Regions from separate parts of the Sus scrofa genome. Here region 1 is linked to region 2. The links are chromatin contacts, called in public Hi-C maps. All regions are on one chromosome and are shown on one strand. Each heading gives the region's core, a stretch centred on a gene start, on an enhancer-like site or on the middle of the called end of the contact. The rest is flanking DNA. Distances are from core to core; before and after follow the strand shown. Region 1 has its middle 140 kb from the start of PLN. Region 2 overlaps LOC110260246 (a long non-coding RNA gene).

What was found. A called contact is a pair of places that touch in the nucleus more often than the background predicts.
Region 1: a contact with region 2 is called in a Hi-C map of skeletal muscle, with 5 times the contacts expected there. The contact joins two enhancer-like sites. A contact is called at or near these places in 1 of 47 Hi-C or Micro-C datasets (skeletal muscle) and 1 of 2 datasets of contacts at active chromatin or transcription factors (skeletal muscle).

Annotation. Positions count from the first base shown.
Region 1 is chr1:43,598,517-43,603,836 of Sscrofa11.1, reverse strand. No RefSeq gene overlaps it. Among named protein-coding and RNA genes, the nearest start is that of PLN, 140 kb to the right of the region's middle. Within about 2 kb of position 2,631, at least 43 of the 83 cell types and tissues checked have an H3K27ac peak or open chromatin away from gene starts, as enhancers often do. A contact at or near this core is called in skeletal muscle, where this site is marked.
Region 2 is chr1:43,374,206-43,379,062 of Sscrofa11.1, reverse strand. LOC110260246 (a long non-coding RNA gene) reads right to left here. Exons shown (of 2, transcript XR_002343179.1): 2 at 1-1,879. Among named protein-coding and RNA genes, the nearest start is that of CEP85L, 16 kb to the left of the region's middle. Within about 2 kb of position 3,107, at least 13 of the 83 cell types and tissues checked have an H3K27ac peak or open chromatin away from gene starts, as enhancers often do. A contact at or near this core is called in skeletal muscle, where this site is marked.

The sequences.
Region 1 (5,320 bases), core at 1,382-3,881, 230 kb before region 2:
TATTTTGAAAAATGCATTCTATTTATTTTTAAAATATTGAAAGGTGAAGTTTTTAAATAATTTTCCTATTTGATTTGTTTTCAGAATTTTCCACCCAAAGGCTGGGTGAGCCACCTTTCCACCCAATCACTTAAAACCCTGTTAGAGTTGACAGCAATGACTTCATCTTCTTTCAGCTTCCTGTCTAAATATACAGCTGAACAAATGACCGCAGACAGCCTCAGTGTTAAAACAGCTTTCTGCACAAACACAATCTCTCAAACAAGTGTGAATGCGCTATACTTGAAAATTCATTCCTTGTCATTACTTTCCAAAGTCAAGGACACTTCACCAAGCCCCCGATCTCAGGTCTCAAGGGAGGAGAAGGGCACAGCTTAGCAGTAGATGAGGGATGTCCTCACAGCCAGCCTCTCACACTCTCCCCAGCCCCATTTGGCTGGAAGTTGATTCTGTCTCTGTTGGGTCCACTCTCCACACACACCTCACCCACCAGGCCCCAGTTCTTCTCCCAGCACCTTGAAGTTCTCATCTGTGAAGTTAACTAGTACATTTTAAAAACCAGATCAAAGAAAGGGCTATCCAAGAAGACCAAGTCCATCCATATTTTGAGAAAAGGAAAGAGCTGAAGGTCACACACAAATTATAGACATTTCAAATTGCAAGAGACTATATATAACAATTTTTGAATTCAATTCTCTTCTTTCAAAGCTGAAGAAACAAACTCCCTGAGAGCTATGTGACTGGCCAGGACCAAATGGTTATTTTGTAGTCAATTTATTGCTAGACAGAAAGAGATTGTCTTTGGCACCCAGATATTTCTGGAACATTTTGGTGATACTGAAAACTTGATTACATCCAAAATGTAATTAACTTCATTATTTTATACCTTATTAGGTGATCAAACAATAGTAAGTTGCAGTTTCTTGATATCTGTTTTTATAGTAAGGCTTGAATATTAATTTATTTGTTCAGCAAATATTACCTATTATATGCAGTGCACTGTTCAGGTGGGAGGGTGGGGGGAGGGGAAAAGCAGGGAACAAAAGGGCCATTGGAGAGTTTCCAGCAGAGAAGGGCTATGATGCAATTTTAAAGGACCACTCACATTGCCCTGTGAAAACAGACCATGAGGGAGGGGTGGAAGCAGGAAAACCATTAGGAGGCTGTTGCAATGAGGGTAGGCAAGCATGGTGGCTTGTACCATGGAGGAGTGGAATGAATGATATTTGGAAGGAAGAGCCAACAGGATTAGCTAAATGCATGAATGTGAATGTAGGAGAAAGGAATGAGTCAGGGATAAACTCCAGAATATTTGGCTTCAATAACTGAAAGAATGCAGTTGCCACTAACTAAAATGAGGAACACCAGAGACAACTGAGGGACAAAATTCGTTCCATTAAAGTATTCTAGAAAACATTCAAGAGTAATTTTTATTTTGCTTTTTAGGGCCTCATTTGCCGCACATGGAGGTTCCCAGGTTAGGGGTCAAATCAGAGCTGTAGCCGCCAGCCTTCACCACAGCCACAGCAACACAGGATTTGAGCCGTCTGCGACCTACACCACAGCTCACGGCAACACCAGATCCTTAACCCACTGAGTGAGGCCAGGGATGGAACCCGCGTCCTCATGGATGCTAGTCAGATTTGTTAACCACTGAGTGATGACAGGAACTCCATGAGTAATTATTAATAAGCACAATTAGACCTAGGAATGTGGCATTTACAGAAAATACTGCGCTGGATATTTTCTCTTTAACTTTGAAGTAAAGAGCTTAATGACAGCTGGTTGTCACCCAAAAAAGCTATAACAAAGCATTTCTCACTAGAGTGTCCGTAACTATGACATTTTATTGATTCACCCAGTATCTACTTATTAGGCACCAGGCACTATTACAGCTTCTAGGGGGGTATAAAAATGATTATGGGAGTTCCCTCCTGGCAGAGCAGTTAAGGATCCCACGTTGTCAAAGCTGTGGCACAGATTCCATCCCTTGCCCCAGAGCTTCTGCATGCCACATGCACAGCAAAAAAAAAAAAAAAAAAAAAAAGAAAGAAAAGAAAGAAAGAAAGAAAAAAAAAAAAGAAAAGGAAATGAAAGGAAAGGGAAAAAAAAAATTATGGTGCTTGTTCTAGGTGCCTAAATCCAGAGAAGGTGACAAAAAATAACAACAAAAATCAACGATACTAGGAATGCTGGGAGAACTTGCGATCACGGTGCTAATGAAAACACAGAAGCTGACATAACTAACTACACACCCAGAGAGGCCAGAGACAGTGTTTGCGCTGTCTTAAGGGTTGCCTTTGGGTTTTACAGACACACAAGGGCATTTTAGGCAAAGAAATGCGCCGGGGCAGGGAGGGCGGAGCTCATCCTGAGACCCATGGAGTCCGTCCATGTAGGGAGGGTGACCGTCAAGAGCCAGAGGGAGAGAGAATCGTGGGCGCGGCCCGCGGAAGGTCTGCTGCGCGGGTTGCTATGCTACCTCCTAAAGGAAGAGGGAACAAACAGAGGCAGGATGAGAAAAGACACACGCGTCCGTCCGTGCCTCGGGGTCTGTTGGGCTCTGCTGGGCTCTGCTGAGCTGCAGTTAATCTCCTGGCGGCAGAGGAGGTAGGGACAGGCGCCAGGAGCTGACATTGGCTTGAAAGGGTGCCCTTCAGAGGCTTCTCTCCGGTTCCTGAGACCAGGGCCAGCTGCTGTGGAGGCGGCAGGGAAAGAACAGCCCCTGCCCCCAACCCTCAGTACTGTGTCTCCCTGCGAGAGGACAGGAGCCGGCTAGCAAGCTTTCAAGTTCTAGGGGCCACTGTGCTCTTCTTAAGGGGTTACCATCGCCCCCCCGCCCCCAAATCTAAGGAAACTTCGATAGAGAATGAGTGATCCTTCCACTCTGAAATTCATGTCATTTGAGTAGAAACGCATCCGTGGATCACAAGTCTGTGTCCTGCAGGTCTCCCCCAGATCAGATCACAGGGAAATGCTAACTATTCTTTGCTCACTTAAGACTGGCTTGAAAATGTGAGCGTTTCTGTTCAGCCTTAACCTGACCGTCACAAAGAAATGCTTTCACTTAAGCTATTTCAGAGCATCTGCAAATGTTATCAAATTTTGATAAGACTGGATAAGTGTTTTTAAACAAACCATGTAAAGGATCATCTATTAAAGCTCTGCTCATTGTGGTGTGTGAAATGATGTTAAACCACTGTGTAGCTCTCATTAAACTGAGTTGTTTCTCTTTTTAGTATCTTTCAGAAAGTTTAGAAAGAAAAAAGGTTGGCACCTTCGAAAACTTAAGAAAGCTTAAAAGGAACTGAGAGAGTTAAGTACTCAACTCAAAGAAAAATAAGTCCGTCTGGCAGAGAAGACCTTGCTGGTTAGGGGAGAAGCAGCAGGGGATGCAGCCTGTGGACAAAGGTCTCAGGAACCCAGGGCACAGGTCCAGACTCTGGGGGAACGATCTGATGATCAATCAGCTCACCTCCCAGGAAGGAGCCCCGAGTTCTTTCTTATGGATGATGGTGTGACACTAGATGAGTTCAGGTCCTTTCCTGCTCTAGGAGTTCATTAAAGATTGTCTGAGAATCATATGGAGCTCTAGAGATGGATTTTGAAATGTATTTTCCTCTTAGGACTTACTAAAAAAATACTGCCCTCCGGCCAGATGGTTGCCCCTGTGTCATCTCCCTTCACACTCCCAATGGCCTTCTTTTGTGGACACGTCCAGTTGAGCCTAGAGGTTGAGTACTATTATTGAGATCTTTTATGTATTTATTTATTTATTTATTGTCTTTTTTTTTTTTTTTTTTTTTTTTTTTAGGGCCGCACCCACAGCATATGGAGATTCCCAGGCTAGGGGTCAAATCGGAGCGGTAGCTGCCGGCCTACACCACAGCCACAGCAACAGATCCAAACCTCATCTGTGACCTACATCACAGCTCACGGCAACGCTGGATCCTTAACCCATTGAATGAGGCCAGGATCGAACCTGCGTCCTCATGGCTGCTAGTCAGATTCGTTTCCGCTGAGCCATGATAGGAACCCCCATTACTGAGATCTTTTGATGAAGAACCTGGGCCCCTCAGAACTTACATGACGTACTTGGTTATTCAGATAAGAAGTAGAACTAAGACTCAAACTCCAGGCCAAGCACTTCAGGCTCCAGCATTCACTGGAGCCTGAACCCCAGTTTAATCATGCTGCATAGTCTCCTTTTTTTATATTTTTTATATTTTCAAGGAAGGAAAAATTGGGTATTGAAAAGGCAAATGGGAATTCCCTCTGAGTACACACATGGGGGAAGTCAGCAGAAAGTTTTCAAACTGCCTGCTGGGTGTATATACGATTGAGGAAACTGTTGATGCAAGAGCAGATAGAACACAGTTAAAAGGAATTTTCTACATAGGCGGAAACATAGGAAGTAAAGGAGAGCGGGATAGGACTGGCTGTTGAACAGAGTGTGAAGGAAGATGCAGATGTTAATTCCAATCTGTTACCTGAGTGACTAAAAGGAGCAAAGTCTCCAAAGGAGAGAGGCCTGCATCCTCCCAGAGGTTTATTCCCATGTCTGGGAAGGCACCCCTGCACCTGTAGCTGCCTTTGACCAGGAAAGGAACGGTACACCTGGGGACAAACTGCAATTTCCGGAAGAGGATCAAATTCCACATCCTTTTCTTACCGCCTTCTGACCTCTTGTTAGTACCCTGATTCTTCAGACCAAAAGATTATTTTAGATCTCACGGAGGCAGGGCGGGCGGAAGGAGGGGGTGATGCCTGGCTCATAGAAGAAAGTCAATACCATCTTTGAAGATGACTTCAGACACAGCGGAGGCCAGTGACAACATTTTGCTTTCAATTACTGACCTTTTGAATAAAAGGACTGGTTGTATCGCTCCAGGTGCTTGTTGGGAAACATGTTCTAGTGTTTCTTTCACATTTGTGTGTGTGTGTGTGTGTGCACGTGCACGCATCCTGTATGCTTTCCAGTCACAAAAGACCCTTTTGTCATCACTAATGAAGACAGGAGAGACCATGACGGGACAAGGACAGCACTGTGCCCAGGAAATGTCATCCTCCTCCCGGGCCAGACAGTTCTGGTGGACAGGGATGCCTTAGCTGCTCTCAGCTGTTTAAGTGTCCTCTGGAGCATCAGGACAAGGAGGTAACTCATGAGCCATAAAGAAAGCAAGTCAAAGCAGGATGAGCAAGGCCAGTTTATGGGGCTGGAAGGTGGATGAAATTAAGCAAGAGGACAGTCATCCTTCTCAGCCAATATAGGTAGGAGCTCTGTCGAGTGTTTTCAGCTTAAGACATTTGACTGATGGTT
Region 2 (4,857 bases), core at 1,858-4,357:
GCTGCAGCATAGGTCACAGGTATGGCTCAGAACTGGTGTTTCTGTGCCTGTGGAGTAGGCCACAGCGTGCCTCCCATTCGACCCCCCTAGCCCAGAAACTTCCAAATGCTGCAGGTGTGGCTATAAAAGGGGGAAAAAAGTTCCTACTAAGTGGGTAACACAAATGCCAGTGTCCTTAGGTTCTTTAACTGACTCTAGGGGCTTTGGGGTTTTGTTGGTTTGTTTGTTTAGATCAGAATAAAATAAAAGTGCTTAATTGTCATCTCGCACATTGGTGATAAATCTGGGGATCTTTCCCACTTCTCCAGGTTTCTTTTCCCTACCTCACATTCTATTTTCCTACCCGGGCCAAATTCTTCATCTCTTCTCCTCATCTCTCTTGTGTTTTCGTTCCCTTCTCCTGTACCCAAAACACATCACCCACATATGATTGCTTACATAACACACATCTACCTATATTCTGGTGAAAGGGTAAGGGACACTCCACTGTGGTGCCCAGTAACTGCTCAACATTGAATATGAAGACTCTTGTCCCAAAGAGGGCCCCAGATTTTTGGCTATTTTGCTGGATTTCTCTCCTTCCTGGGCTTGGTGCTTTCATCTCAAGCTCTGGGGAATGCTCAAAATTCTTTATTCACCATGCACAGTGATTTAGTTCTCTCTCTGGGGCTTCCTTCTTCATATCCAAAGCAGGCTCATCAAGGTATTTTCCTAAATTAGAGTCTTTGGAATCTGAAGGCTGTAGTCGTCTTTAGTTTTAAATAGAATTTCCCCCACCACTATGTTATTATCTACATTTTACACAAGATGAAACAAGTTTAGTGAAATTAAATGATTACCCAAGAAAAAGGGCTAAAGTATGCATTAAAAGCCTGGCTTGCCTTACTCAAAGCTTATGCTCCTTCCTCTAAACGAGGATGAAAGCCAATACTTACTGAATGTTTACAACATGCCTGGCTCTGTTCCAAGAGCTTTAGGGGCTTCAATTCATTAAATGCTCACATTTACTCATATCTACTTTACAGGTAGAGAGAGAGCAAGTAACTTGCCCAAAGTCACAAAGCAAACAAATGGAACGGCCAGGATTAGAACCCAGATTGTCAGTCTCTGTGGTTCCCATCATCAGCTATCGTTTTCCACCAGCCTCCTGCTCTAGCTCCTTGCAGTTCTGTCAGTGGCTGGAAATGGGGGCAGATGCTGGATGACAGTCCAATCTGTACCCTGAAAATGACATCAGTGTGTTTTAGAAATTCAAGTTTTCTGAAGCTGTGACAACACAGGGGCATCGCTGGGGTCTGAAGGTACAGACTAGATTTGCTCAGTGACAAACTGAGTTATAAACTTTATAAATGCTGCTTTTGAAAATAATAATGTGATTCGGTCTCTTCTTGTTTGCCGCGTTGCTGCAAATTCACTTAATTCATTTAGTCAGTCGTTCAAGATTTATCAAGGGTCCTCTGTACCTCAGGTCCTGTTAGGCACTGAGCAACCAAAGACAAATTCTTCAGTTCCAGGCTCGGTCCTACAGTAGTCCAGAATCTTATGGGGAACTTGTTGTCCAGAACATGCTGTAATATGACTCATTCATCAAATAGTTACACATTTGATGATATTTTAATCCACAGGGAGTCATATTTCAGATCAATGCATGAAAGAGATGTCTAAGAATTACTCCTTGGAGGAAAGAAAAATGGCTCTCTCTCCAGTGGTAGCAAACCTCCAACATAGGAAGTGGACCAGCAGAACCAAGATGACTGCCTGGCCAGGATTCTGTAAAGAGTGTCCAAAGATACATACAATGCCTTGAAAAGTTCTCATCCTGGAGTCCATGGTGCATATTCTGAATGTTAGGACATTTATAACAGTAGGAGTATGGAGTCTACACAGAAACATAAAAAGGCAAGTTAAAGGGTAAGATTATGGTGAGCATTTTTTCCAGTAGTGGTCTAGGGGAACTGATGCTAAGATTCCAGATTTCCCTGCCCAATTCTTCAGAGAAAAAAATTATTAGCATGAAGAGGGTCATTAAACTGGGTCACCATTGCTTATGGAACTATTCCTTAAGAATAGAGAACTTGCTTCGATTTATTTTATGGTCAGAGTTCTGATCTAAAGTTTGATTTCCTGAGTGGACATGACCATCAGGGCAAGATGCCCCATAGAGATGACCACTAGCAATTCTTTGGAAAGGAACATCTCTTCACTTTAAATTATTAAAGTGGACATTTTCGTTTAGAGCTGAATCTTAAATGTGAACTAAGTCAGTGGTTTTCAAGCTGTACTCGTAGGGCCTCATTTGCAAACAGTGAAAGTTTTAAATTTCATGTGAAAATTGTGTGTTGCTTTGTGTCTGGTTTATGCAGTGGAGATTTGCGATTGGGTTTCATTCAGGGGGTAAAAAGAGTCCCGTTGCAAAAAGTGACTATCTCGTAGATTTTGGTCCATTTCTCTATTCCTAAGGAACTGAGGCCCAGAGACATTAAAGGATTCACTAAATCTTAAAACCACGTCACCACCCCCTGCCCAGTCCACCATGCAGACCTTCTACTTTCTGTCCACGAGCCACTGTGAGTTTGGAGAGCATGACAGTTACACGGGCCGATGTGAGTGGGTACACTATACATTCCCAGTACTAGCACAGCTAAGAAGAAGGCTCTAAATGGGAAGGTTCTACTAAAATACTGACCAGCCAGCTACCATTTATTGTTTATATAATAATCTAATATATAATCTAATTATAGATAATGATATATAAATATATAATTAGTTTCTATAAAATTTAATTATATATAATAATCTAATATATAATCTACTTATGCTACTTAACCTAATTTGAACCTCACAGTAGTCTGCTGAGATGGGCAGAGCAAATATCTCCCCAGCCCCCATGCTTAATTTTGCAAAAGGTAAAACTGTCTCAAATATATTGATTTTTCTCAAGGAAACCTATTAGTAGATTTTTTTTTTTTAAAGCCCCAAATTCTAGTCTTCTTTCAGAAAGACAAAGCTCAGTTCCTTTTATATCCTGATTAATCCACCTAGTACGAATCTGCAGCGCCTATGTGGACGGGAGACCAATGATGTCATTAAGTAGAACAGCTTCCAAAACTGACAGGCATAAAAATGGAGGACAATGTTTAGATGCCAAACTATGAGCCGTGGACATCTGCTGATCTTTATAGTTATTGCAAGGAGACTCACAGTGTCCTGAAATATCCTTATCTGTACTCTGAATAAGGTGGCTTGTATTGATATGTATGCCTGTTCTTCAAATGAATGTATATGCTGTTTTATGCAGTAAGGTATGATTTTAATTAAAAGTATTATTGAATTCATAACCATGTGCTTTGTCCTAACGTATTGTCTCAATCAAATACTACTAAAACTACAATTATGTGGGGTTCTGTGAAATTCTTTCATGTTAAAAAAATGGGATCATATTTGAAAAGCTGACCATCTGTTTGAGGGTAAAATAAAAGGAACAGAACAATATTAGGTAGGAAATAATTATTTAAAAACATATTTTGTATCTTCTCCTGTGTTTCTATGTTATATAGCTAAATTATTACTCTGTTTTCCATGCTGAATGGCAGCTTCTTATCTGGCTTTGTTTCTTATGTGTGGTCAGATCACTGGTTCTCAGAAAAACTACCCTCTAGCCTAGCCCTACATTCCTCCAAGATAATATCATCTACAGGGGTCAAGTTTCTTGCCAGAGGAGTCCATTCACCAAAGTAAACAAACTAGAAGTACAACCACGAAATGTTAAAGAAACTGTCAAACTTGGACAGGAATTAATAACAAATACTATCGTAACTATTAAGCGTCTCTTAAAGAAAGTAATATCCGGTCAAAGTGACCTACAGAATTGGAACAGTAAGCAGAACACAGAAAGGGCCTTAAGCAACACCATCTAGGAACCCTGAGGTAATGGATCGGCTCCGTGTCTGCTGAGAACTCCGGAGAAACAGCTGTTCCCTTCTCTCAAAACAAACCCGACTCCCTTGCGTTTCAGTCTGCTTACTAGCTCAGATCTGCTTTTGAGGAGTAAGCCAAGCACTTAGCCGCTGGTGATTTACCTGAGGGAGGGCAGTAAGGAAACTTAAAAAACAAAAGTCAGCTTGAACAGGCCCTGTTTTCTATCTTTTCTCCATCTCTGGCAATCTTCCATTCAGTCCACCTACACACCCCCTCGCCCTTCCTTACATTTGATCCTTTGTGAGATGAAACATGGAGACAATGGAAAGCAACTGGGAAAGAAACTAAGCATTTCCGTCTGGAAACGTTACCTATTTTTAAATAACAACTCAGAATCTGTAAATATTTTTATTAGAAAACTCGACGGGAAAATCAATTTTTTTTTTAAGTCAGAACTAGAATTTAAGGTCTCCCTTCAGTGTACTATTAAAATTCTTTATATCTGCAGCCCATCTAGGCTTTTACTTCTGGAGATGGAAGTTTTTGTTCTTAATCCTAGATCTATCTCATGAACTAAAGTCATATAATTCCACGTAGAGCTGGGATTTGGAAGCAGAGTAGAGAGAGGAGAGTCAGCAATACAACATACAGTGTAATGTAGCAGAGCTTTGAACTGACCTACAGGCAAGTCCTGTGATCTCTCTGGACCCCAGACAACTCATCTATAAAATAAAAAGGTCATATTAGACAACCTTTAAGTTTTCTTGCTAATCCAACATTGTATGATCCTTAAAAGTCTGAATGGGAAGTGAAATGAGAAGGAGTGTAGCAAACGGAATTATGGGTGTGATTATTGGATTATTCCCAATTCTTCACTCCTTCCCTGATGTAGAATTATACAGCTTTGTAAGCTGTCAAGTGGCTCTGCTGTACCTCCTT